Regions from separate parts of the Mus musculus genome. Here region 1 is linked to region 2. The links are chromatin contacts, called in public HiCAR-type maps. All regions are on one chromosome and are shown on one strand. Each heading gives the region's core, a stretch centred on a gene start, on an enhancer-like site or on the middle of the called end of the contact. The rest is flanking DNA. Distances are from core to core; before and after follow the strand shown. Region 1 has its middle 52 kb from the start of 4933402D24Rik. Region 2 holds the start of 4933402D24Rik (RIKEN cDNA 4933402D24 gene).

Evidence for each region. HiCAR-type assays count read pairs that join an accessible place to other places.
Region 1: a HiCAR-type map of astrocytes shows a contact between it and region 2, with 4 times the contacts expected there. The contact joins the enhancer-like site here to the promoter of 4933402D24Rik in region 2. A contact is called at or near these places in 2 of 39 promoter capture datasets (embryonic stem cells and pre-B cells), 1 of 484 Hi-C or Micro-C datasets (brain), 2 of 115 datasets of contacts at active chromatin or transcription factors (astrocytes and neural progenitor cells) and 1 of 9 other capture datasets (adipose tissue).

The regions. Positions count from the first base shown.
Region 1 is chr1:63,818,028-63,824,602 of GRCm38.p6, forward strand. No RefSeq gene overlaps it. Among named protein-coding and RNA genes, the nearest start is that of 4933402D24Rik, 52 kb to the left of the region's middle. Within about 2 kb of position 2,779, at least 50 of the 459 cell types and tissues checked have an H3K27ac peak or open chromatin away from gene starts, as enhancers often do. A contact at or near this core is called in astrocytes, brain and neural progenitor cells, where this site is marked.
Region 2 is chr1:63,764,301-63,770,638 of GRCm38.p6, forward strand. 4933402D24Rik (RIKEN cDNA 4933402D24 gene) reads right to left here and starts at 4,967. Exons shown (of 3, transcript NM_001256158.1): 1 at 4,881-4,967; 2 at 4,085-4,242. The coding sequence starts at 4,905.

The DNA of each region.
Region 1 (6,575 bases), core at 1,529-4,028, 52 kb after region 2:
AGCTTTCTTCTGGCCCTGGTGGCAACAGCACTCACAGACAGATGTATACAGACACATAACTAAATATTTTTTAAAAGAAGCCTATTATTACAGCCTAAAGAATCAATTCTAAAATGTTTTAAAATCATATTGAAACTATTATTTCCTAAGGCACTATCAAAAAGTTCTATTTGAAACTTTAATTTCAATACATTAGACAGTTAAGTTATTTTGCAAGGGGTATCATTTTATATTTTCAATATATCTAGCTAATTTTCAAGCACTACTTATTTAAATTCTTGTCATTTTCACTAATATGTGAAGTCCCATTATTAATATATTCATGTGTCCAGGCACCCTCTGGACTCCTTTTGTTGTATTGTTCTTACACCAATGTCACATAGTTTTTGTGATCAGCCCCCAGTGACTGCTGAGACATGTTATTTTAATAATAATAATAATAATAATAATAATAAATTGTTTCTACTATTGTCAACCTCAGACTTCAATATAAACTCTATCATTGCCTTATTAAGATCCATGGAAAATGTGGTTAAGAATTTGATTGGAGGGGCTGGAGAGATGGCTTAGCAGCTAAGAGCACTGGCTACTCTTCAAGAGGTCCTGAGTTCAATTCCCAGTACCCACATGTCAGGTCACAACTGTCTGTAACTATAGGACCATGGAATCAGATGCCCTTTTCTGGTGTGCAGACATACATATATACACAAAACACTCATATACATTAATCAATAAATTATATATATACATATGTACATATGTATATATATATATAAGTCAGTGTGATTCCAATCAAATTCTAAGATGAATTTATTGATGCTATTATATCACATAAGAAAGAACAAACTGTGTTAAATGTTTCCCAGTGGTAACTTTTCTATTTCTGCCCCTTCCTCTGTGTCTTTTAGCTACCATTCCTGTATAAATAGCCATAAGCTTTAGTTGTCTCTACATAGTCAAACCAAGTTAAAGTACACATTCTTCATGTGGCATTCTGACTGCTAACAGATTCTATATTAGGAGTTTGACATCCTCTCAAATAGTGTACATATAGATTCCCATTTTCCTTGGGAGGAAGTCAATGCTGAATACAAACATGTATTTGTGTGATTGTATTTGTGTTTGTGATTCTCAGAAGACTCAAGAACACTCTTCTTTATTTTTATTTTTATTTTTATTTTTGATGATTGATTTTTTTATTAAGGCATTTTTTATTAGATATTTTCTTCATTTACATTTCAAATGCTATCCCCAAATCCCCCTATACCCTCCCTGTGCCCTGCTCCCCAACCCACCCACTCCTGCTTCCTGGCCCCGGCATTAGCAACACTCTTCTAAGTGTTCCTGGTTACCCATCCTCTTGAGTAGAGTTGTCCACATTGACTTAATACATAAATGCTACACATGAGAAATATTCCTATGCTCTATTTTAGACTGTATATTGCTGATGACAGGACAAACAGGGATTATCATATTTAGTGAAGTACAGGGAAATAAATGTGACCACTAATTAGGGCCCAGCTTATGGTGCTGTTACAGAGAACAATTTGTGAGCTTAAATTCTATTCAATATCGTGATCACATATATCATTAAGGGAAGATGATGGCTGAGCTGGGCTCTTTGTTAGTCCGTAAAATGAAAACATTCTCTAAAAGTTAAAACCTCCTATCTGCTGACAGGCACTAATGGCTCTGGGGCTGACGTGTTAGCTTAGTTCAAGTATTTCATAGATGATTAGAGTTAATGAGCAAAGTGTAAGCAGGACTCGACTTAATGAATGTGCTAATTGTTTTTCTTGCTGCAAATATTAGTGCTTCTTTTAACCATAATATACAGAAGATTAGGAGCCAATTCATTATACTTTGTCTAATGAGTTATATTTATACGATATAATGGCATTGTTAAATTCACACAGTACCCTTCTTAATATTCACAGCACTTTACTAGCGTGTGCTATTTTAAGCTCAAAGCAGTCCTTTGTCAGTCGGGAAGGCAGGAATAACTGTGCCTATTTTACCCTGCTTGTTATGAGCCCAGACTCTGAATTCACACTGCCTCGGTTGGAGAACCAGCTCAGCTTGCCTACCAACTGTGTGACCTCTGAAAAGCTCCTGAACTCTCCGTGTCTCCATTGTCTCACTCGCAGAGAAGGTGGGGCTGGTAGCCGTGTTGTGGACTATTGAAGGATTTGGTGAATTGAAGCCTGTGAAGCATTTAAACTCTTCCTGGGAACAGCCTAGCCCTATAAGCATATAGGCATTATTTTCGATTACAGACATCCTTCTGTTCTCCATTCCCCATATAGCACCCAGAACACTCTTTGAAGACTGAGAGACCCTCAGATCCCCTGGCTGTTTGAAACACCTGGGCACATCCTGTAGCAAGGGAAATGAAATCCATATATTGACTTGGGCAAGTGTAATCTGGCCCCACTTAATCCTAAAAGTTACCTCTTTTACCCATTCCTGGATCTGATCTGTTTCTCCAACAGCCATAGCTCATTCCTGGCTCTGACTCCCCTATCTCTCAGGAGCCTCTCAGTCATTGTGGCAGCTGAAGGTAGATTCTGGAACACAGGCCTCGTCTCACTTGTACTTGGCTCTTGCCTCTCCTCCCCCTGCCCCCACCCCTCACCCCCAGCTCTGTTAAATAAAAAGTGTGAGTTCTTGTGAACCCCAGGGCTAAGGCCACATTAACTATCAGCTTGTTTTACTCCATTTTGTTCACAGCACATAGCACACAGATAGAAGCAGCTGTGTGCACAGGAGCTCTGATCTGAATACATTTGTAGTGGTGCCTGTCTCAGACTTTCCCCAGCTTTTACGGTGACTCTCATATGCTCACTTAGCCAATAGTTCTTCCAAGTTCAGTGCGTTCCAGGGTTGCCTCTGGGTGTTTTGATTCACCAGTAGGAAGAATCTCTTGGGGTGCTGATATTCAGGTTGGAACAACATTCAGCTCCTGGAAGCTTAGTGAGGAGAGTTGTGGGTATTACAAACAGCAGGTGCCAATCTTCTGTACCGAGGAAACAGCTGCAGAGCTTATTTGAGTGACTGGTGGTGGGGTGGGGGTTGGAATGGCTCAACTAGGGCTGGTGAGCAGGAAAGCATTTAAGTTGATACCAAAGAAGAGTAAGGGTCTGATCAGGCATCTCTCTCTCTCTCTCTCTCTCTCTCATTTTTGTACTAGGGAGAGCAGGTTACAGTCTGGGCTCAGCGCAGGGCTGCAGGGAAGGGGTGAGGATGAACTCTGTGGGGCTTTGTGCAGGGGAGGGACACAATGTGGAGGGAACAGGGATGTCACAGTAAGAGGCATTCTGTCCTTTTGCTGTCTTCTGGGAGTACCCTCAAGTGTTCTATTTAAAGCACGTTGTCATCTATCAAACAAATGAATTATCCTTAGGTGTCCAGTAGGCATTGGCTACAGGACCCCCACAGATAACAAATCAAGCCCCTTATATGAAGTAGCCTGCTGTTTCCATATAGCCAGCGGCATCCTCTCATGTCCAGGTTACTCATAATGCTGGGTACAACATAAACCTACTTAAACAGAATGTACGGTTTAGGGAACAATGACAAGAATGGCCTCTAAATATTCAGTACAGATGCACTTTGAGAAATATTTTCAAGCTGCAGTTGGTTGAATCTGTGACTGTGGAATTAAGAGATACAGAGGGCCATCAACTGTAAGGTGTCTCCTTTAATTCCCAACTTGGAAGGAAATTTTCCAAGCTCACAGTGCCTGCCTAGATAGCAGCTGAGACATTTCTTGTGAAGTATAATTCCATGTTCTGTGTCACTCATTCACTGACCCAACCCAGCTGAGGACCAGGATGGACAGAAGGCAGGCTGGCCAGCACTTAGTGGCCCTGCTCTGCCAAGCAAGGTTAACGATGGCTAAGAAATTACTCATAGTAAGCTTTATCATTTGTCATAGCCACAATAGCAGATGATAGCACTACTGGAAGTTGCTGCAGAGAAAATTGTCCCAATCCTTCAGAAGTCATGAGAGAAGAGTTATGAATTAGAGTCAGAAGTGAGAAGAATGTATTAGCAAGCATGAAACCCGAACACTACCCTGAACACACTGGTCAAGAGAAGCAGTGACCGAGGCAGAGATGAGGACCTCCAGCCTGGTGGAGTTTGGTCATTGGATGGTGTGATATGCATCACTGTCACCCACTTGAAGCTGTTTTGAGCAAGGCTTGGGTGAACTGCTGTTCCTGGGCTCTTTCTCATGTTGGTTTAACTTCTTCCCTACCCATCAGTACTTGGAGTAGACCAATACTTGGCCAAAGGCAAGGCTGACCACTGTACACCATTTAGCAATATCTTGCTTACAAGAATTCTTCTACATCTTCAGACATATGTCTGAATCATTCAACAGTGCTTTGTCATAGTTTCACTCTGGTTAGATGCTCTCATCTGCAGCAGAAACGCCAGTACAGGTTCCCTTTCATAGACAGGCATAACATCAAAACAGGGTAGCAGCCAATGACAGATAGTTACTGTGAAACAGCAAACTGCCCACCTATAGTAGAATTTCTAATTCACTGAATTACGCACTTACGATTTATGAAATTTTGCTGTATGTAGAATGGAATTTAAAACATGTTTTCTAAAGGATGCAGAGATGCATTACTTCTATGCTTGACTTATTAGCAATTCATAACTTTTATGAAAGAATCCCAGACGCTTAGAAGGCATATGAAGGCCTTTCTTCAAGCTCCCTCATAGCCTATTTTATTCCATTATCTCCTAAAATGTAGTAGTTTGGCTCCACTCCACAAAGCAAACTTCAGTATGCCATCTCATGCTATGCTCTTTGCATATATCTGTTCTGAGGATCCTCTTGGTCTGAGGGAGCCCCCAATGCTATCACACTGTGAGCATATCACCTCCTCTTGCCTGTGTGATGTATTCCACTAGACTATTTTGTCTGCTTGGCTATTCTGAGCTAGCTCTGAGCCACAACAGGGCAAGGACTGTGGTTTTCTTTTCTTTTCTTTTCTTTTCTTTTCTTTTCTTTTCTTTTCTTTTCTTTTCTCTTCTTTCTTTTTTCCTTCCTTCCTTCCTTCTCTTTCTTTCTTTTCTTTCTTTCTTTCTTTCTTTCTTTCTTTCTTTCTTTCTTTCTTTCTTCCTTTCTTTTTAAAATTTCAATACCTAGCCCAGAGCCAGCCATACATACTGTGTTGCCCACAATAAATATTCACAGTCTATATTGTATGCTGACTTCCATACTGACTGCTATATCCTCCAGAAGACAGAATTGATACTCTGAATACTTTTACTGTCATAAATACATGAGAAATGCATAAGATCCTTCTTCACACATGGTCCTTGTGTGAAGTAATGTTGTGCCTGTGCGGCATGCTCCACAAAACACCAATATTTCAAGCCTACCCCAGTATCCTCTAGATCCCACTAGAGAGAGGAGTCAAGTGTAGTGTGCAAACCTTCTATCAGAGGGAACAAACTCTTTTCATTAGAGTAGATGCTCTTTCTGGACTCACTCGGGTATGGCTCTACTGGGGTGGGGTGGAGTGTTCCTGTTTTGTTCTTCACATACCATACAGTGTATAACAGACACACATACAAGCGTATACACACACACACACACACACACACACACACACACACACACTCTCTTGTTTGGTAGGACAGGTTTGGTATATGTCACTCTCTGAATATGCATATCTGTTCTGAGGAACCTCTTCCAATGCCTCCTCCTTTTGGCGTGTTGGAGCCCCCAAAGCTATCACTTGTGAGATACTCAAGTGTCATGATACTGACTGAAATGTCCACTACAACAACAATCACATTTCTTCCCCAGTAAATCAAATAAAAAAACATGAATTGTTATTACTAATTTATTTGTAAGAAAATATCCCAAAGAAAAATGGCTTGATCAAAATAATTTGGGCGAGCCATTCTCTCTGACAGAAAGTCAATCTTGAAGTTCTAGAATTATCTTTAGGCATTTCAGGATCATGGATGAGTCTTCCTAAGTCTACCTCATTAGAAATTCTGCTGCTCTCTGGCTAATGCACACTAGGAAAGGACAAGAAAACCTTTGGGAAGACAACAAAAATGACAGTTCCCCTGAAAATACTACTTACATTTTACTTATTGTAACCTAATTCATTACAAAACACCAAGATCAGAGTCTGTGATTTGTAATAAAAATAATTTCTCTGCTGTCTCCTTTGAGCTTCATTGCAACCTCAAGCTTTCTATTTACTGAATTGATAAACACTGACTCAGAGGTCTGATCAGTCCAATAAGTAGGAGTGAAGATAATTTGAATGCAGAATTCAAATATGATAAGACTTTACTATTAGGTAGGAACCAATCAATGTAGCTCCGAGTCCATTAGTCTAGCTTCAGAATGTCCTGTCAGAATAAACACTGGAAAATGTTTTTCTTCTCAAAGCATCATGCTTTATACACATTACAATAAAACACCATGACTCAGCAATGGTAGTCATGATATCTAGACATCACAGCAGAGACAGCTCCAAGGACACATGGAAGCAGTGCAAGCTTCAATAATTATAACAAGCAAATAAATGGCA
Region 2 (6,338 bases), core at 3,717-6,216:
TTTACAGGGCACTAATGAATCTAATCATTGTATATGTTGGATACCGCTGTCTCTGTAGTAGGCACTGCACTACATTAAGAGATTTGATTCTCACAACGACCCTATGATGTAGTCATCGTTATCGGCTTCAGTGGGTGGGTGGGGGGGAATTCTGGGACAGATTTTGATGGTTGCACAGCTATTTTGATTCTCCTATTTGGACTATTGCCCGCAGGAAACTGGGGCATAATCTTCCAGTGTCTGATCTGCATGTGGTAAAATGGAGCCTGTGACAAATGTTGAAAGCAATAGCAGAGCTACAGATCCCCTGCCCCATCTCACTGATACCTCCTTGCAGTATAACGTAGCGCTGGAAAGTAATCTCATCCATTTCTCACAGCAAGCCATGGGACAATTGTGTGTCTATAACTGAGAAAACTAAGAGACCGGAAGGTTAAATGACATTTCCCAAGGTCACCATGTAGCATTTAGAAGAATTAGAAAGTAAGCCCATCTCTGTCTATCTGTTTACCTATCCATCTTCTCTCTCTTCATCCAATAAACTCTGCATTCATTTCATAAGAATGCATGAATTAAAAAAAGTATTCTGTGCCATTGACAAGATTTGAAGGATCACATTTACTTTACTAGAAGAGCCATACTATCTAAAGGGATAATATTTGGCTTGAGTACTAAAAAATACTATCATGGATATAAGCTTTTATATGTGAAATATATATATTCTAATAAAGCTAAAACATCCATATTTATGTATGGGTATAAGGCCATACATTTATCTCTCTAAATTGTCTAAGATTATGAGAGAGAAGAATGTTAATCCTATGATTTTTTTTCACCAAGTAGAAAGTTGGAATATTCTCAAGAAAAAAATCATCTGTATCTTGCAGAGAACATGTTACTCTAGAAACCCAGTGAGAGAGGAAGGGTCAGGTATGCCCACTCATTGAGAACATAGCTGGTGTCTTAGACTTGTGAAGTCAAGTGAACTAAAATCATAATTCATGTTGACACTCAGAAGACTGCATTTAGAATTGCTTTCACAACTTGATGTGGACCGATGTTGGTGGCCTTTTAGAAGGTAGGCACGAGAGAAACCTGGTCTGGATGTCTGTAGTTACTCTTGGTGGTAGTATAAAAGCAGACACTATGAGAGGCTTCAGGCTTCCTTTCTGCTCCAGGGAGCAGATGACAGGGAGATACTTTCTGTGGAGTAAGTGACTAATGAGGAAACTAGCAAGTCAGAGTGATGCTGAAAGGCACCTGCCCTATAGGACTTCCTGCCAGTTTGCAAAGGAAACCATATGGAATCTTTTAAGCCCAAGAACACATTTAGGGGTTCAGTTAGGAACATGGGTAGTGTGAGAGCTGCAGTTATAGAACAAACTGAGGAAAGGAAATATCTCTTCAAGAGTCCCCCCAAAAGTACAAGGATATGCCAGAGCCAGCATCTGGTCATCTTACTTAAAAAAAAAAAAAACATCTTCAAAGGATTACAAGATCACCAGTTTATAGACCTTGCCCTTGTCCCTATTTATCCTGGTCTGGGTGCCAGAGGCAGCACAGTGAATGGGTTAGGAAGAAAAGAGAAAAGGAAAGATGGACAAGCTAGTAGAGGAGACTGACAGCCCCCTCCCCACAAACTAAAAGAACAAAGGACCTAAAATTGGGTGAGAGATGACTTTTAAAGATAGATCAGCAGATGCATTTTTAAGATACCTGAAATTAGGTTCTTCTAACCTCTGGATGTGAATAAACTACTTTCTCATATGCCAGAGGCATTCTTGTTGAGCGAGGAAAGAGCTGACAGAGCCAGTGAGAGAGGACAAAAGAAATCCTAGCTGTTTGCAGCCTCAGGACTGAGCCAGCCCATTGAGTGAACTGGTTTTCTAGTGTGAGCTTGCTGGTGTATGGCACATGATCCCCTAGACTTCTTCTCCTTGCTAGTTACCCCAGCAGCAAGGCTCATATCCCATATGCTCTTCCTTTTAATGTCTGGTAGTCAAAGCATGCCCTGCCTCTTTCTGCTTGGTTTCACATTTTTTGCTTCAGGGTTATATCACCAAGGAGAAAGACTTTTTCCATAAATTGCAGGCAAGAGCTATAAACTCCCTCTGGGTTACTTTGTTGGGCCTTCAGGATGAGATTGGAATCTGAAGGGAGCAGATAGTACAATTAGAAAGAAATTGTATCAGGCAATAAAACATCCTCTAATACTGTTGGTAATAGCATATAACATTACACGGTGTGGGGCCCAAACAAGATGTGCTCATCTGCAATTATTCATGCTCACCAGGGAAAGACTTTTCCCTTTGTTTATTGTTTTAATCATGACTAACAAGCAGCGTAATGATAGGGTTATGGTGATAACAGTGTGAAGGATGAGGTCTTGAAGTACAAGTAGCAGGGATGGAATTGACCCTCATTTCTGAAAGTTGCTGGCAGAGCACAGGAGGTGTGTGGTCTACCCTTCAATGTGTGTGTGTGTGTGTGTGTGTGTGTGTGTGTGTGTGTGTGTGTGTGAGAAGTAGGAGATAGTTTATCCTGAATAGGGGCAAAGTTGGTTGGCCCAAGGCATTCTTTTTCTCCCACAGGCTGCTTGGGGGTCGTGTAGCTCACAGGCTCTTTCTTTCATTGTATCCTTCCTGCAGAGTAAAAATTCTTCTTCAAGAGCTACAGTAATCCTTCCTGCTTGTGTTAGTAACATGCAGTTGTTTTGGAGATGGAATATTACTCTCACAAACACTTCCAGAGAATTCTACCTTCCCTGGGTCTGACCTAGAGTCGTCCACACCCTCGTTTCTTACCTTCTTATCCTGGGAGCAGGCTCTGGTTCCATGGCAAGTGACTTCCCCAAGGTTCCTGAGCCTGGTCCAATAAATAGAAAGCATCTCCACTTCTCTTCAAGAAACCAAGTCTGTAAGAATCCTCAGTGGTGGGAAAGTGGTTTCACAATTGGGTTTCATTTTAAACAAGTGATTCGATGCACTGGAGGGCTAATATTAGTAAATGAAGTTGATAAAACTCAGTCATAGGCTCTGTGTGTGTGTGTGTGATAGCTTTTCCCTCATGACCTAGTACCTGAGATAATGAGTACAAGAGTAGCAAATGTTTAATTTTTGCTCATGGGTTCAGAGGTTTTAGGCTGCAGTTGGAAGAGTATTTGATGAGTCTGTTTAAGCAGACTGAAGCCCTCCCACTCCTTCAAAATACAACAGCCACTGATTTTTAAGCATTTCCCTTAAAGTTTAAGTAAACAAAACATCCAACTCTGAGAACCATCTTACCCATTTACAGGTGAAGACACCAAGACTCCCACTTTACTATGCCACATAACTCTGAGGAAGTTATTTAAATTCCTAGCTACTACATTCCACATATTATATATATTATAGTCTTGTAGCAATCAGAAGCCAGTTGTTTTCAAGAAAAAGTCTTAATGTTCTTATTTTTATAATAGAATATGAGAGAACTAGCACATTATAAATGGGTGGCCATTTTCATTTTGAAGTGAGTTTTACCTTGGATGAGAAAGGTTGTTTGTCTTTTCTTTCTGTATGTTGATCTATGGGGAGTCAAGGATAGCAGTGCTGTTGGGCCAAGGATGAGGACACCCAGTTTGTAGGCTCTACCTCTACCATGTGAATGGTCCAGACCTTGGTTTTTTCCACTCTATGAAAGATGAAGCTGGAGTAGATAATTTCTAAGACAGGACGTGCTTCCACCTTTAAAAATTCTCAACATAAGCTGCAATTCTCCAACCCATCATCCTAAACCAGGCTTTAAACTTCTGGATGAATAGGCTTCCATCCCAGGACCAAGAATATGCAGTTCCTCTTAAATCAAACTCAACATTAAATTGCACTGCAAACAAAAAGTTTCACACGGTTTGAATGTTGCTGTGTAGAATTTAATGAGCTCCATATGCCTGACCTCTGGAAGGAAATGATGTTGGGAACTGTAGCTGGGGAAGAGGCTAAGGGCATCAGCATCTGCTGTGAGTTACTTGGAGGGAAGGGAACCGACCGCATTTTTGTATCACTGCCAAGCTGGAGAGGTGGAAACGCTTTGCAATCTGTGCGCTCACCTTCTGAGAGCGGGCTGACAGTTTTCCAATGTTTTCCTTGCTCTTCGGGAAGTTGTGGAGGACAGCAGATTCTAACTTCCTTTCTGTAGCTGCAGCAAACATCTCAAGTCTGCGGGGGCAATTGGGTTTCAGGTCCGTGCTGAAGAGAGCAGGCTGTCCTAGGAGACACATGAATGATGTGACTGACCACTAGACTTGTTTGAAAGAATCTGCTATCCCTGCTGGGCCCTTCCTAAAACCCGGGTCTGATAACAGCATCCTTTCTCCTTATTAATATATATACATACATCCTCTCTGCTATACACAGACTGTCAAATTGGACCTGGATGCACTTTGGAAAGGTTCTTTGGTCTTCTATCTTTACCCTCTTGTGCCCCATCTACGGACCCCTCAACAGCATTCAGGTTTCATCTCTCTGGACTTTCTAAGTGCTTTCTCCTCTGCGGTGTCCCTACCATCTGTTTATCACGCAGGATGCTCCTGCACCACACAACTCATTGACCACTTTGCAGGATGCGTCTCCATTCTCCCCTTTGCCCTCTGTGCTTTGTCTTTTCTGTCTCATAACCCTGTTGGAGTGAGGAGGGGGCTGTGCAGTCTGCTCCCAGTCAGTTGGAAAGGTTTTTGTGAATGAGACCTTGTGGGCTCCTTTCCTTTATTTTCTGGGGGCAGAAAACAATCTAATTTCAGTAAATGTTGGTTAAATGAAGACAGGAAAGAAGGAAGCTAGGGCCAGAAATTCTTCAGGGCAACGCAAGAGCCTGTCTCTTAAGGCTTCTTGGATTCCTCTGGTTACCTCGTCTAAAATAATTCATGTCCATCAGCTGTTCTGCGGCACATCCTTTCTGAAGACTATTGTCTAATGGTAGGAGACAGTTAGTGTTCTACTGACCATAGGGGGTTGCTATGAAACAGAACAGAACAGAGAGCATCAGCAGATTCCTCATCTTCTCACAATGCTGCTGTGTGCCCTGTACAGACGACACCGAAAGACTCTTCTCTTAGAGATGTGCTGCACAAAGTCATTTTCTGTGTCACTCGTTGCAAACAGACAGTTCTCTCCAATTGGAGAGGCAACCATTTATGTCTTTTGTCATAGAGTAGGATTCCATTCATATTTTTGTTCCTACATTCATTTCAGAGGGTTTCTCAAGACCTGAACTATTTTTTGGCAAACTATCACTTTTCTTCCTGGTACTAGACTCAGAGAATAAAGGCCATTTATGCTTTTTTTTTTTAATTATTAAGAGTTGTATCAAAATTGAAAATCAGAATTCTGCGTTGTCATATTTTCATGAGACATGGCAGTATTCAAACACATTGTCTCATGTGATTTTTGCAACAGACTTGTGACATGAACGAGGCAAATATCAGAGGTAGAAAAATCAGAGGTAGAAGGTGACATGATACTGTGGGTGGGTGACTCCCCTCTCAATCCCAGTCATCTTAAGTGAGGAGGACCACTAGCCGTGCAGAACAGCATGGTTTGGGTTACCTTTGCAAGTGTTTAAATCCCGAGTCAGGCAAACCATGTTGGGTGCTGCCTGCTTCCCGTTGTCATGTTCTTCATGCGTGATAGGATTGAGGGAGGAAAACAAGAAGGACTGACCATTCTTTTAGTGACCGTTTTAATGTAGAATCACAGCTGAATTTACTTGGAGGGGGGAGGCCGGTTGTAAGATTATTGTTTTTCTTCTTTTTGTTTTAAACTGAGACTATCTGTCCCCTTTCATCATTTTCAGAGAACTGCTAGGGCAGACGTTGGGAAGGAATATAGCAAGTCCATTTGTTAGAATACCTGGACCCTCCTCAGAAAAGGTGAGGGTGATCAGTATGTTAAGAGCTCAGTTAAAAACAGGGAACATTAAAAGCAGGTAAACTGGGGGTTCCCTGTGAACACGTGCCTTCGTTAGAAAAATGGAATTTGAGGCTCTAAAACACAGCCTGTTTCCAAGTAATTGCTGAGTTCCCCCAAATCTTGTTTAACATATTGCTGGGATAATGCATATGAGATGGTTAAAAATGGAAGGGAGAAAAAAAAATTCCCCAACACCCTTAGAGGAATTTGCAATTCATAAAGTTACTGCCAATTTTGCATTATAGTTGCCATGGCAGCCGTGCTAGGCTGCTGCTCAAACATTCCTCAGAAGGGGAAGGAATAGTATATAATAAGCTCTTCAAGTGTAATTTTTTATTGTAGTTGAATTAGTGTGTAATTCTCGTGTGAGCAGCCCAGTAATCCGTGAATGCGCAC